2 separate regions of the Gossypium arboreum genome follow, and region 2 is linked to region 1. The links are chromatin contacts, called in public Hi-C maps. All regions are on one chromosome and are shown on one strand. The core of a region is the stretch at or near the end of the contact, and the rest is flanking DNA. Distances in the headings are between cores, read along the strand shown. Region 1 holds the start of LOC108474175. Region 2 holds the start of LOC108450259 (dolichyl-diphosphooligosaccharide--protein glycosyltransferase subunit 2-like).

Region 1 (7,109 bases), core at 1,363-3,862:
GATCTCAAAAACGTAAAAATTATCAAAAGCCGAGCTAGAATTTACCTTGAATCAAGCTTGAGAATGGCCGAACCTAAGTTTTCTTTTTCTTTTCTTTTGTTTTCGGCAAGAACAAAGTATGAACACAAAAATGGCTTTAATTTTTTTTTATGTTTTATGATATATTAACATATTAATAAGTTTACATATTTAACCTTAATGATTTTATAATAAAACTATATATTATAAGTCTAATGCCGTCCATACATAAAATCAACGGCATAATTGCAACATAAGTACTTCCTCTTATAAAGACACATTCATTTCGGCCCTTTTATAAATAACCATCAAATTTTCATTTTACGTGATTAAGCCCTTTTAATTAATCGGGCACCCACTTGACAAAATTAAATCACGAAAATTTCACAGATATAAATTCACACATAATAAATATAGAAAATAATTTCAAAATATTTTTCTAAATCGGATTTGTGGTCCCGAAACCATTGTTCCGATTAGGGTCTAAATTGGGCTATTACATAATTCATTTTACAAATCAACTGCCAGATTCATTAAATCTCACATACCAAGTGAAAATGCTCCAACATGAATTGATATCCTAATAGGGAAAACTGTTAATGTAAAAGAAAGTAATTCATGCATGAAGCATGGAAGACCAGTCGGTTCTAAAGATTAAAATCCTCGTAAAAGTAAAGGAGCAAACATTCAAGATGGTCATATAGTGGAGGCGAGGGTTCTTGAAGAGACCCATGACATAATTAATTATAAAAATCAAGAAGAGATTCAGGTACCTAAAAGTGAAAATGGAAATGATGAAAATAAAGAGATCTCGATAAGTTATGTCAATACGAGAAAAAGATGGAACAGAAAAAACAAGTAGTTGTCAGTAACAATTTTGCTTATAATATTGCTATTAAAATAAAAAAAAATGAGGATCTTGAGTCTAAATCTACTAAAGAATGTAAAAATAGAAAAGATTGGCCAAAATGGAAAGATGTAATTCAAGCAGAACTGAGTTCACTTTCTAAACATGAAGTTTTTGGACCTGTAGTCCAAACACCTAAAGATGTAAAAGCCGGTAGGATATAAATAGGTATTTATGTGAAAACAAAATGAAATTGATGAAGTCGTAAGATATAAAGCTCGCCTTGTAGCACAAGGATTTTCCCGAAGGTCCGGCATTGATTATGAAGAGACATATTCTCCTGTAGTGGATGCAATCACGTTTAGATATCTTATTAGTTTGGTAGTACGTGAAAAAACATGACATGCATCTTATGGATACTGTTACATCCTATTTATATGGTACACTTGATAGTGAAATTTATATGAAAATCCCTGAAGTATTTAAAATCCCGAAAACATATAGAGTTTCTTGAGAAAATTATTCGATCAGATTAAAGAAAAGTTTATATGGAATAAAACAATCTAGACGTATGCGGTACAATCTTCTTAACGAATACTTGTTAAAAGAAGGTTACAAAAACGATCCAATTTGTCCATGTGTCTTTATAAAAAGGTTTGGATAAAATTTGTGATAATTATTGTTTATCTTGATGGTCTAAATATTATTGGAACTACTAAAGAGCTTCAAAATACAATAAATTGTTTAAGGAAAGAATTTGAGTTGAAAGATCTTGAAAAAACAAAGTTTTATCTTGGATTACAAATCGAGCATTTAAAAGATGAAATTCATGTTCATTAATTAACTTATATGGAAAAATATTAAAGAAATTTTACATGGATTAAGCACACCCATTAAGTACTCTAATAGTAGTGCGGTCGTTAGATGTGAATAAAGATTAATTTTGTCCTTGCAAGAATGATGAAGAGTTTCTTAGTCCTGAAGTGCCATATCTAAGTGCTATAGGGGCATTGATGTATCTTGCAAATAACACAAGACTTAATATAGCTTTCATCGTAAACTTGTTAGCAAGATTTAGTTCTTCTCCAACAGGTAGACATTAGAATGGAATTAAACATGTATTTAGATATTTCAGAGGGACCATTAATATGGGGTTATTTTATTCAAATGATTCAAAATTCCTATTAGTTGGCTATGCCGATGCTGGATACTTATTAGATCCACATAAAGGTTGATCTCAAATAGGATATTTATTTACATATGGGATTACTGTCATATCAAGGCGTCAACAAAGCAAACATTACTTGCCACTTCTTCAATCATGCAGAAATAATTGCAATGCATGAGGCAAGTCGAAAGTGTGTTTGACTAAGGTTATTGACCCAACATATCTAGAAGATATGTAATTTGCCTTTACTAGAAAAGATGTCAACTATCTTATATGAAGATAATATAGCACGTATAGCTCAATTGAAGGGTGGTTAATCACCAAAATTATTTTGCACCCATGATCTTGAGAAAAGAGGTGATATAAATGTTCAACAAATTCATTCTAATGATAATTTAGCATATCTTTTTACTAAGGTATTGCCAACTTTAACACTTGAAAGACTACTACATAAGAATTATAAATCATTCATTTAATCAATAAAATACATTTTTTATTACTTTCATATTTTGTTTGCTCTTTATTTTCTAAGCCTTTTCTTTATTTTATTTCATGTTTTGTTTGTTCTTTATCATTTCGGCCTTTCTTTATTTTATTAGTGCAAATACCTGAAACTACCCAATCTATCACCGTATCTGCCAAAGCTGATTAATAGGAAAGTGAAAAGGATAAAAAGGTAACTGGGGAAGAGCAATTGACGCTTCAATAGTCTCTTTGAGGCCACGTCTCTCTGCTCCCCAAATCTCTCAACATCCGATTATTCCCTGCCACCTATCACCTCTCTCCTCCTTTTCATCGAAAAGCTCTCAAAATTCCCAATTTTTCTCTAAGAAAAAGCCCTAACTCCATCTCCACATTTCCGCAACATGTCATTCGATGAAGAAGAGTCCTTCGAACACACCCTCCTCGTGGTCCGCGAAGTCACTGTCTACAAAATCCCGCCACGTTCCACCTCCGGTGGTTACAAATGCGGCGAGTGGCTCCAATCCGACAAGATCTGGTCGGGTCGGCTCCGGGTCGTCTCTTGCAAGGACCGATGCGAGATCCGATTGGAGGATCCCAACTCGGCTGAGCTATTCGCCGCTTGTTTTATCTACCCTGGCCAGCGCGAGAGTTCCGTAGAGCCCGCGCTTGATTCTTCCCGGTACTTCGTGCTCAAGATTGAGGACGGGAATGGGAAACACGCCTTCATTGGGCTCGGGTTTAATGAGCGGAACGAGGCGTTTGATTTCAACGTGGCGTTGTCTGATCACAATAAGTATGTCAGCAGAGAGAACGAGAAAGAGGCCAGTGAGAAAAATGCGACTGATTCTCTTATTGATATTCATCCGGCTGTTAATCATCGATTGAAGGTAGAAAATTTCGGGTCTTTTTTGTTTTTAACTTTTTGTAGCTTTAAACGTCTAACTTTCATTGATTTTAGAATGTGGGTTGACTTATTCTTTATTTTGATATATCATATACCTGAGCTATTGCTTAAGATTGTTAAAAGTTTAAAAGTTTAAATTTTGTTTGAGTTCAGAATGTGGGGCTGGGGGCGGGGCAGGTTTTCTGATTTATTTTTATCGTGTTATTATTGCCGTTGTACTTGGAAGGTCGTAATTTATGAGTGTGGGTAAAAGTAAATGTCAATCGTTTAATAAAGTTAGTTTGTATATTTGGATAAATATTGAGTTTTTTGTTATTTTCCCTTTTTTTTATGCTACTGCTTGAAGTTTGTTTTTTAGGTTGTGAATTTCTTTTTTGCCAATGTGCTATGTTAGCTTGGTTTTGAGGTTTTTTTTTTTTTTCCTGGCTTTTAAGTTATTTTGCTGAATTTGGATTGTGGTGTTGCTGTCTTGTAGAATCTAAAATGTTGTGAAGAAATTGTACAATTTCAGTTTTTGCCAATATGCAATGCTAAATAAGTAATTTATTATATTTGTTTTTGTAGGTTATGTTGTTTTAATATGGTATTATACCAATAAAGGTCTTTAATTTTGGTGTTTTAATATGGCTTGATCATTTATCTTTCACTCTTTGTGGTTTTAGTTTTCTTCTCTAAAGAGGACAACTTAAATCTGTTCTGTTGTTAATTATTAATGGGTTTTAAATGCTGTGTTTGAATTCATTTTAGGTGGATTTTGATCTTGTGGTGTTTTGGGTTATAGGAAGGTGAGACGATTCGGATTAATATTCAGCCCAAGCCATCTAGTGGAACTGGCATGCTTTCAGCTGCTGCATTGTCAGGGGTGGTTCTAAAGCCTAATACTTTGTGCCTTGTCCCGCCGCCTGCTGATTCGGGAAAGATAAGATCTCCTCTCCCACCCCCTCCCAATGACCCTGCAGCGGCTCGGATGACATCTACCAGTCAAAGTGTTGGTCAAAGAGCACCCACCGAAAACACAAGACAAACTGACCCTTTAACAAACTTTTCTCAACTTGAGGTACGACTTTATTCAACCTTTTGGTCAGATGCATGCTTCATGAGCTTTACATAAAAGTTTTGCAACCTTTGTTGACTTTTTCTTAGATTTAACCTTGCCAGGGAATTGGTTATCATAAAATCTGCTAATGATTCCAACCAAAATCCGGTTTTTGGGCACAACAATAATTTGTATTCTCAAATGATAGCGGTAGGATTTGCAGTCATTGTGGAAATTCCATTTTCCTTACGATTAATATCTTACTCACAAGGGGCAGAAGTCGCAAAATCTCATAATTTACAATCAATTCATTCAATATTTCCTATATGCAGAAGCATTTTCCCCCTTTTTATGTATATTATACTCTTCGCATTCCCGTTTGTTCTTTGTTAGAAATTATACTTGTAGCTCTTGTCAAGCTATGCCGTACAACTCAGCTTCTAGATGATTCTGTGAGTTCATTGTTTTTAGGCATTGTGTGTATTTAGCCCCATTGACTTAATGTTTCCTTGCAGTAGAAATAAGGTGGGAATAGGTTCATAATTGAAGCTCAAACATTAAAAACACAATATATATTGCCTTTTTCATGTTGGAGTCAAGTACGGAGTGGAATTTTTCTTGGGTTCTCGACCTTGATAATAAATGTTTTAATATGTTTTGGAGGCTGCTTTAGTTCTTTGTAACTGAAACTCATTTTTGGTACCAAAATTAACTACATTGGTGACATTTACAGAGGAATCTTCCTGCAAGTGGATCTGGACCTAGGAAGACCACTGCATCAGGATGGGCGGCTTTCTAATAGTACGAGTATTTGGTCAGTATGTAAGATCTTTTGTTCCATGTTTTGGATATATGAAAAAGATGAAGAAAGAAAGAAAGAAATTTTAAAAAAAGGAAGGACAAGGTACCGAATATTTCCATGTTTCCAATATCATATTGATGTCCCTTTTCCCTTGCTTGGACTTGCATGTTATTGTTTTATACTATTTAAGTATATCAGAGAAATTTATTATTTTTATGTATAAATTGATACATGGCTGACTTGTCAATGAGTGCAATAATCATTGTATTCTTGTCATGTTGTGTTGTGTTTTTTGGCGTCATTTGGGGTTTAAGAGGAGATGTTAGCAATTCATAATCTTTATTTATTGATATGTCGTATTTATCTCTGTATGATTTGTATCATGTAATTGTGTTGGGATCCAGCATCAATCCTGGGTTGAAGCCTAACTTTAGCTTTTTCTTTTGGCTACCAAGCCAAAATCCAAATGATCACGGGAGTTTTTTTGGTGTTTGGAACACTAATGGTGAAGCATTTTCGGAGAATTTAACCAGCCTGCCGCTAAATTTCAACGCGAATTTAATGCTCACAAAAACAACCCCAGTGAAAGCTTTCTTACTGTTTTAGCCCTATGTAAGAGACGAAGATACAAGTGCTTGCCACAACAAAAAGATTTGCTTTTTTTCCTGTGATTGCGAAAATGTACCAAATCGATAGTTTTATGTATATATTATAATATTAATATTAATTAAAAATAAGTTATTTAACAAATAATACTAAATATTATTTATTTTAATTATTATTAGTAAATTTATTGTTTGACATAAATATTATTCTAATAAATTTAAAAAATAACAATAAATTATTTTTTTGTTGTGTATGCATCTTTTAATTTAAGGGTAATTATTTCTTACATTGTTGGTGCAGTTTTTAAATTTTGCGTTGCATTTATTTATATAATTACTTTTTTATTTTTTATTATATTTTATAATATATTTGTCAAACTTTTTATCTTGTGGAGTTTAAAAATTTCATTTGCAGTGTATAAAATAATTTCTCTTAATTTAATGCAGTCAATGGGTTTTTTTATAAAAATTAATTAAATACAAAATAAGATGAAAAAAATTAATTATGAGAATGAGTTGTTTGTTATGCAATCATTAGGCTTTTAAAAACATAATTTTTTTTTTGTTGCTGCCACAACAACAATTTAATTTTTTTAAAAAATTAAATGACAACCTGCTAGCTGCTAAGAGCTCTCTTGACACGCATAGCTTCCATCCTAAGCTTCTCAAGAGTCGTGTTAATCTTGTTGATATTTTTTCCATGTTTTTACTTAATTAGTTTAATGTATTCCATAACATTCATTAATGTTCTTATAAAGAGGAATGACCATAAGTAAAATCTATAATTGAAAACAATTTTTCAAAAGTCTTAAGAGCAAAAATAAAAAGCTCTCAACTTCTAGCATGCTATCAGTTAAACTTTTTTTTTTAATTAGAGTTATGTCGCCTAACAACTCAACATTAGATTTTGCTGTCACCTACAGTGGCATCATAAAAAATATTATTATTTTAAAAGCTTAATAATTGTCTGATGATTAATTAAAAAAGGCAGCCCCGATACTGTAACAAACAATTAATTTTCGTAATTAATTTCTTCCCAACTATTTTGTAATTAATTAATTTTTATGTTATTTTTATAAAAAAAAATCTTTAATAATTTTTTTCTTCATTATAATTTACCTTATTGCTACTATTATATTTAAATCCAAACACATTCCATTATTAATTTTAATTTGATTATTATAATATTCAATCTTACCATTATTAATTTTAAATTTATCGAAATCAATCTCATCAGGAAAGTTTTAGAACCTCATTGGGTAAG
Region 2 (6,740 bases), core at 3,769-6,268, 170 kb before region 1:
CAATGGCGGTATCCAACGATACAAAGCTAGACTAGTGGCCGAGGTTTCACGCAAACATATGGGATAGACTTCACAGAAACTTTTGCACCTGTGGCAAAGCTTAACACTATTTGAGTACTCTTAAGTTTGGCTGTAAATTGCGATTGGAAATTACACCAACTTGATGTAAAAACGATTTCTTAATGGCAAGCTTGAGGAAGAAGTCTATATGCAATTGCCACTGGCTCAAAGTCTATTGAAGGTAGCAACAAGGTTTGCAAGCTCAACAAGTCTCTATACTGAGTTAAAACAATCACCCGAGCTTGGTTCGAGAGGTTCACTAAAGTCATTCTTCAAAATGGCTACAAGCGGTCCCTTGCCGATCACACGCTTTTCATCAAGGTAACTTCTACAAATAAGAAAGCTATCCTAATTGTGTATGTGGATGACATCATTCTTCTTGGAGATGATGAGGAAGAGATTAGCAATTTGAAGAAGTTGTTAAACAGGAATTCAAACCAAGGACTTGGGAAAGCTAAGGTATTTCCTAGGAATAGAGGTGGCAAGATCAAAAGAAGGACTTGTGATCAACCGGAGAAAGTATGTACTTGATTTGCTCAAAGAAAGCTGGTTTTCTTGGTCGTAGTTTACTGATACACCAATGGAGGCAAACTTGAGATTCAATAAAGAAGATGAGTCCTTAGTAGACAGAGAGAAATTTCAAAGGTTAGTTGGGAAACTAATCTACTTATCCTTGACAAAGCCGGATATAGCTTTTCCCATAAATGTGATAAGTCAACACATGACTAATCCTCTTGAAGAGCATATGGCAAAGACAAATAGAATTCTCAAGTACTTGAAGAAAACTCCGTGAGACGAGGCTTAATGTTTAAGAAGACACAAGACAGAATCATTAAGATTTTTACAGACTCTAGTTGGTGGAGATCTCACCGAAAGAAGATCCACTAGTGGGTACTTGCACTTTTGTTTGGGGTAACCTTACAACTTGGAGAAGAAGTAAGAAACAATCTGTTGTTTCAAGAAGTAGTCTTGAAGCTGAATTTAGAGCACTAGCTTTGGGGATATGCGAAGAATTTGGCTACTTAAATTACTAAAAGAGCTTGGCACAAATCGGAGGATCACTTTGAAGTTTTGTGTGATAATCAATCGCCATTCAGATTGCCAAGAACCCATTCAACATGACCGAACAAAGCATGTTGAAATTGATAGGCATTTTATTGCCGATCAAGTCAACAAAAAGACACCACTCTTTCTTACATTCCTTCGAAAAGACAGATTGCACACATTCTTACCAAGGTTTTACCAAAACACGTGTTCAATAAATTCCTATTCAAGCCGGGATTATACAATGTATATTCTCCACTTGAGGGGAGTGTAGGAATATTCGTAAATATTTTAGGAATATTTTGTAGATATTTTTTATTAAAATCCCTTATTTTAAGGGATCATATCTCCTATTTAGTATCTTTCCTAACTTAGAGTTTCCTAAAGTAGTGTCATAGGTTGTATATAAAAACTCTGATTTATGTTCTATTTAGTATAAAATACTCTGATTTCTACAAAAATATTCTAATATCATCATCAAACTATTTTAAATAAATGAAATACATTAAAACTGCCTAAAGAAAAGCCTTGCCTGTTGCTTTCCAAACAAGCTAAGGAGTCTATTTGGTTGAAGAAATCTTTGGCATCACCAGGAACACCAATACCAAGGAAGAATTTAGCTAATCCAAGAATTTTGTCCCCTGGAAGCTGCAGATATAAACCAGAAGTATTAGAATACAGTCCAAGAAGAAAAGACAATTGGGCTAAAATGAATGATAATGGAGCTCATTCTACGGACATTGAGATTTTCAGCAGTCACTGCAGCAAATGCTGTTAGGCCTCTAAGAACAGATGAGGTGGTTGATACAGGACCTTGGTATTCATGACCATCAACAAGTTTATCATCAAAGTAAAGGGCCCCATCATCTGAAAAAGAGACAACTCGATTAACGGAAATGAAGAACAAAAAAGAAAAATAAATAAAACTAAAACAGAACTAAATTGAGTACTACTGTTTATTATAATTATTTTTAATTGAGATGATGAACGGAAGCAGCAAAAAGAAAAAATGACATTGAAGAAAACTAGAACCAGAAATCTAGAAAAAGGGAAAGATATGCATACCATATTTCTCGATGCTGTCAAAAAGCTTGATTATATCATTCTTTAGAGTACAAATCTGCCAACAGTAAGCAAACATATATTATGAAATGCCCAGACTCGACAGACACCGGTAAGAAGACCAGAATAAGAATTAAGATTAAAGCAAAACCTGCTCAGGGTAGCTGAGAAAATTCGACATCAAAAGTCACCATCATAATAAAAAAATTCACTTTCTATAACACAGCAATTTGATAATTAAATAAGCATTGCAAAGAACAAGATATCAGGTAACATGTACTATCCTTGCTTATATTGCTTTGAAAAGAATTTTATTAAGATCCATCTACATCTATAAGCTAAATATCCAACACGATATAGTTAAAAGTTGAAGTAAACCATGGTACAAGAGAACATCTTATCATCCTCCTACAGCTGAATGGTTATTCAGATTCATAAACTGGTCAAAACTTTCACCACATCATAGTAAGCAACATTAACTACTTACCAAAGATTGGTCAATTTCTGAAGATGCTAACGAAACAATTCCAGCATGCGTTTCAAGTGCAATTCCTGCCAGAATATGACAAAATGAACAACTATTGCAAAATTGAATCAAACAATTAAGTAAATGCGAAGAAGATAGACAACAATTATCAAAGAACTAAGACCAAAGAAAGAACAAAAAGAAATATGGTGCTTGTACCAGACATTGTATTAAAAAAAAGTTGAAGAATCTAGATAAATCATTACCAGCAGCAAAAGCACTAGATTCGGGGTTATTTGAACTATAACGCCACCTGCCATCACTCTGGCTGAAAGCCTAGAAAGATTTCATAACACAAAATCAACCACGACAAGCATATATTAATAACGATGGAAATTTGAGTCAGTTCAAGTAGTGAGCCTCCTCCCCAAACCCAAATCTCACCACATCAACAACTAGTTCCACTGAAATGGTAAGCCTGAGCCTGCCTAGATAGATCTGGAAAGGAGCAGCAATTTAACCTCACCATAAAACTAGATCTAGTTACAACAACAAACCTTGACAGAGCGGAACACTCCCTCAGCATCAGCAAGATGAACATCAGCTTCAGAACTTTGATCCTGAATCGACAGACAAGGAATTAGAAGGCATTGAAAAATGCAAAACTTAAAAGCTATCGCAGCTGTAGAAAGTAAGCTAGATAAATAAGGTTCCTAGATCAACATAACAAACAGAAGCAAATATAATGCATATATAAATCATTTAGAAACCTCATAAATTTGAGAAATAGCTGACATGGAACTGAAGTATGTCATAATAAGGGGTAATTTGAATTCGATCATTACCTTGATGAGTACCAAACCTCCTACTGAATAGTAGAAGTCAAGCAATGAACTCGCACCACTTACGGCAGCTTTAAGTCTTGAAATAATGCCCTTTAGCAAATGAGAAAAAGAAAAGAAAAGAAAAAAAGATGATAATAATGACAACAACAACAACAACAACAATAACAATAACAACAACAAAACTAAGCACCAGGGTTAAGCAATATTAAAAGATCTTGAACCACATGTCAGTGTAACAAATTCAAATAAACCTTAGAAGCTTTCTTGTCAATCTTGCATTCCGCTATACTATTTGCTTTTAAAGCATAGAAAAGATCCTTTGCAGTCGATGAAGATGACCCAACAGTTTCAGAAATTGAGCGGCAAGCTGTAGCTGTTAAATCAGGCTTCTTTTCAATTCCAAGAATCTGAAATGTTCTTAGTGCCTCATATGTTTCTTCCAAGCTGTTTAGATCAATTATATCAAATGAGATACCTCCAAAAACCTCATTCTCATAGGTCTCTTGTCTACTTCCAGTTCAAACAAAGGAAAAACTAAAATTGCAAATTTCTCATCACTGAAACTTTTCTTTAAAATGTTGAAGTTTAGATAAGGTGTTGTTTTATAAACGGGAAAAAGAATTACGTAATAGATTTTTAGTATTGAATTTATAACCACTGAATATGCATTACGAAAAGATGGTAAATAAATGTACATATTGATAATCATTAATTTCACAAATTTAGTTTCATTAACATGACATTTCACGTTATACTGGATAACTCAAAACAAAAATTAACAAGTAATTTAAAGATATCACATTTTGTAATTAAAGATAGATGTAATTGAATTTAAACACAAGTTCTTTTAGAAATAAATATTAGCATAGTATAAATAGCCTCACCACCTAATTATCACAACATGAATTGAGTTATCAAACGAAAAAATTAAACCACTGAAAATATTTCTCTTTCAATATGTTATCAAACACATCCAAAGTTGACCTTCAACGGTAGCTGTTATGCACTTTCTTCCAATTCCTTTCCTTAACAACCAACGGTTAAATAATGAAATTGTGAGGTCAAAAAATATATATAAAGGCAAACCTTTTGAATGATCCATGGTCGGGAGTGAAGAGTTCAAGAGCGGTAGATCGATGAGAATCGGAGATTGGTTGAAAAAGAAAAGCGGCTTCGCAGATCGATACTACAAGTAACAGAACCAGAAATCCAGCTAGACGTCTGGCCATTTCCTGCAATTAAAATCCAACACATAATCAGCCAAACGCCTAAAAAACTGGGAAGGATTTTCACAAATACTAAACTTTTTTTAGGAATTACAAATTAAGAACAGATCGGAAATAATTAGCGAATAAACTAGGGTGTATTAGATCGGGAAAAGAGAAAACATACAATAAATGTGAAAGAAACTCGTCCCTTCTTGGGTGAAGTCTTCGCAGTCTTTGCTGTGCGCCAGATGAGTGAGTTTGGCCGAGCTAGGAAAGTAAGAAGTAGTAGGGAGAAAAGTGAAATTATCGTTTTGTCAAGGTTTAAGTTGAATTTATCCCGTTTGTCCCGGTGATATTTCAGTCTGGGCCCAAGATATTAAGGTCAAGATAGGCCCGAACTTCAACTAACCCATTAGCCTTAAATTTTCTTTTAAGGTAAACAGTCCGTTACTCAACAAACTATAGATAAGTATTCATTTAATTCACTTATTAAAAAAATTACAAGTTGGTCATTAAATTATTTAAAAAATTAATTTACGTTATTAGACCGTTAAAATTGATATTATATGGCTTTTTTATGCGTACTGCCTACATAATCGAAAGCATTCTTATTTACAGTTCAATTTTTTTCATGAAACAATTTTGGATATCACGAATCTATAAACTAAAATTCAAACAGCTTTTTTCTCTAATTCCAAAATTGACCGCCAAATTGACTTAGGTATAAGATATATTTTTCTACTTGCTGATGGGCACTGATTCACTGTAGCGATCATCGAATCGCTGTTTGGAACTCACTAGCGAAATTCAAAAAAAAATTTAACAGCTCAATGACTTAAATAAAATTTTTTTAATAGTTCAAAGACTTAAATAAAAATTTTGAATAATTCAGTAACCAAATTTTAACTTTTTTAATTAAGTAACCAAAACACAAAAACTTACCTATAATTTAATGACTAACTATATAATTTACATTTATTTTAATACCCTAATCCATAATTTATATCTATAATATAATATAGTATAATACACCCCACCCTTTTTCATGTGTATGTTTTTCAGGCCTATTCCCATGAGAACTTACCAAATATATATAATATATAATATATACGGTATATAAAAGTATGGATTTAGAAAAAAAAAGAATCGACAAAATGCATTTTTTTGTTCTTTATATTATTAAATTGATATTTAAAAATAAATTTTTATATTTTAAAGTATAAAAATTTATTCATTTAAACTATATAATTGAGATGAAATTGAATTCAAAATATTAAGAATATGCTAAATTAATTAATTTTCAGTTTTCTTTAGTAATTTGGAGTAAGAGTGGAGTTGCTAGGAATGAATCTAAGCTTTTATATCATAACACAAATACATTTGTGTTATTAGATCAAGAAATTGATGGCATTAATAATTTTTAATTTTATTTAAACTCAAATTTGTAAAGATATTTTGTTAAGAGTTTAATTAATATTTGATTTATCTATATTTAGTTAGTTATTAAGAGTTTAACTAATATTTTATGTATCTTTATTTAGTTAAATAAATGGTAGACTTTATCTTTAAGATTTTGAATAAAATTATAACACATTTTTGCTAAGTTTTAATGGGGATAAGTCTGAAAAACAGACACATGAAAAAGGTCGAGTCTTTCTTCTTCTTTTAATCGCAAATTAATAGAATTAATTAGAGGAGCAGACGTATTCCATCATTTTTTTATTTTCTCCTTTTTCAGATTTTAATTTATAAAAGTTGTTTTATTTTACATTGTTATTTCTTTTATTATAAATACTTAAATTTTATTCTAGCTAAAGCTGAAAAAATTCAATGTTTAAATTGTGAGATACAATGAAAAAGTTTTTTAATTAAAATATCATCTTTTAAAGAATAATATTTGGTAACAAGTCTAGCTTTATATCGTTTAATATTAGTGTGGAGTTATGCTTCCTATTTTTCGATTTTTCTTCTTTCACCTAAATTTCGATTAGTGTAGGTTATTTTAATATTAGTTTCCTACCCAGTGTGTTTATGTTTTGAGTTTCTTATTTCGGG

The links. Hi-C and Micro-C count contacts between places; a contact is called where the count stands out from the background.
Region 2: a Hi-C map of leaf shows a contact between it and region 1, with 2.9 times the contacts expected there. The contact joins the promoter of LOC108450259 here to the promoter of LOC108474175 in region 1. A contact is called at or near these places in 3 of 5 Hi-C or Micro-C datasets (all in leaf).

Annotation. Positions count from the first base shown.
Region 1 is chr7:63,875,678-63,882,786 of ASM2569848v2, reverse strand. It overlaps LOC108474175, which reads left to right and starts at 2,612. Exons shown (of 3, transcript XM_017776130.2): 1 at 2,612-3,385; 2 at 4,184-4,459; 3 at 5,172-5,576. The coding sequence starts at 2,900. The coding sequence ends at 5,237.
Region 2 is chr7:64,045,172-64,051,911 of ASM2569848v2, reverse strand. LOC108450259 (dolichyl-diphosphooligosaccharide--protein glycosyltransferase subunit 2-like) reads right to left here and starts at 5,018. Exons shown (of 20, transcript XM_017747805.2): 1 at 4,870-5,018; 2 at 4,564-4,709; 3 at 3,729-3,921; 4 at 3,478-3,567; 5 at 3,190-3,252; 6 at 2,899-2,968; 7 at 2,654-2,718; 8 at 2,170-2,224; 9 at 1,844-1,971; 10 at 1,637-1,752. The coding sequence starts at 4,706.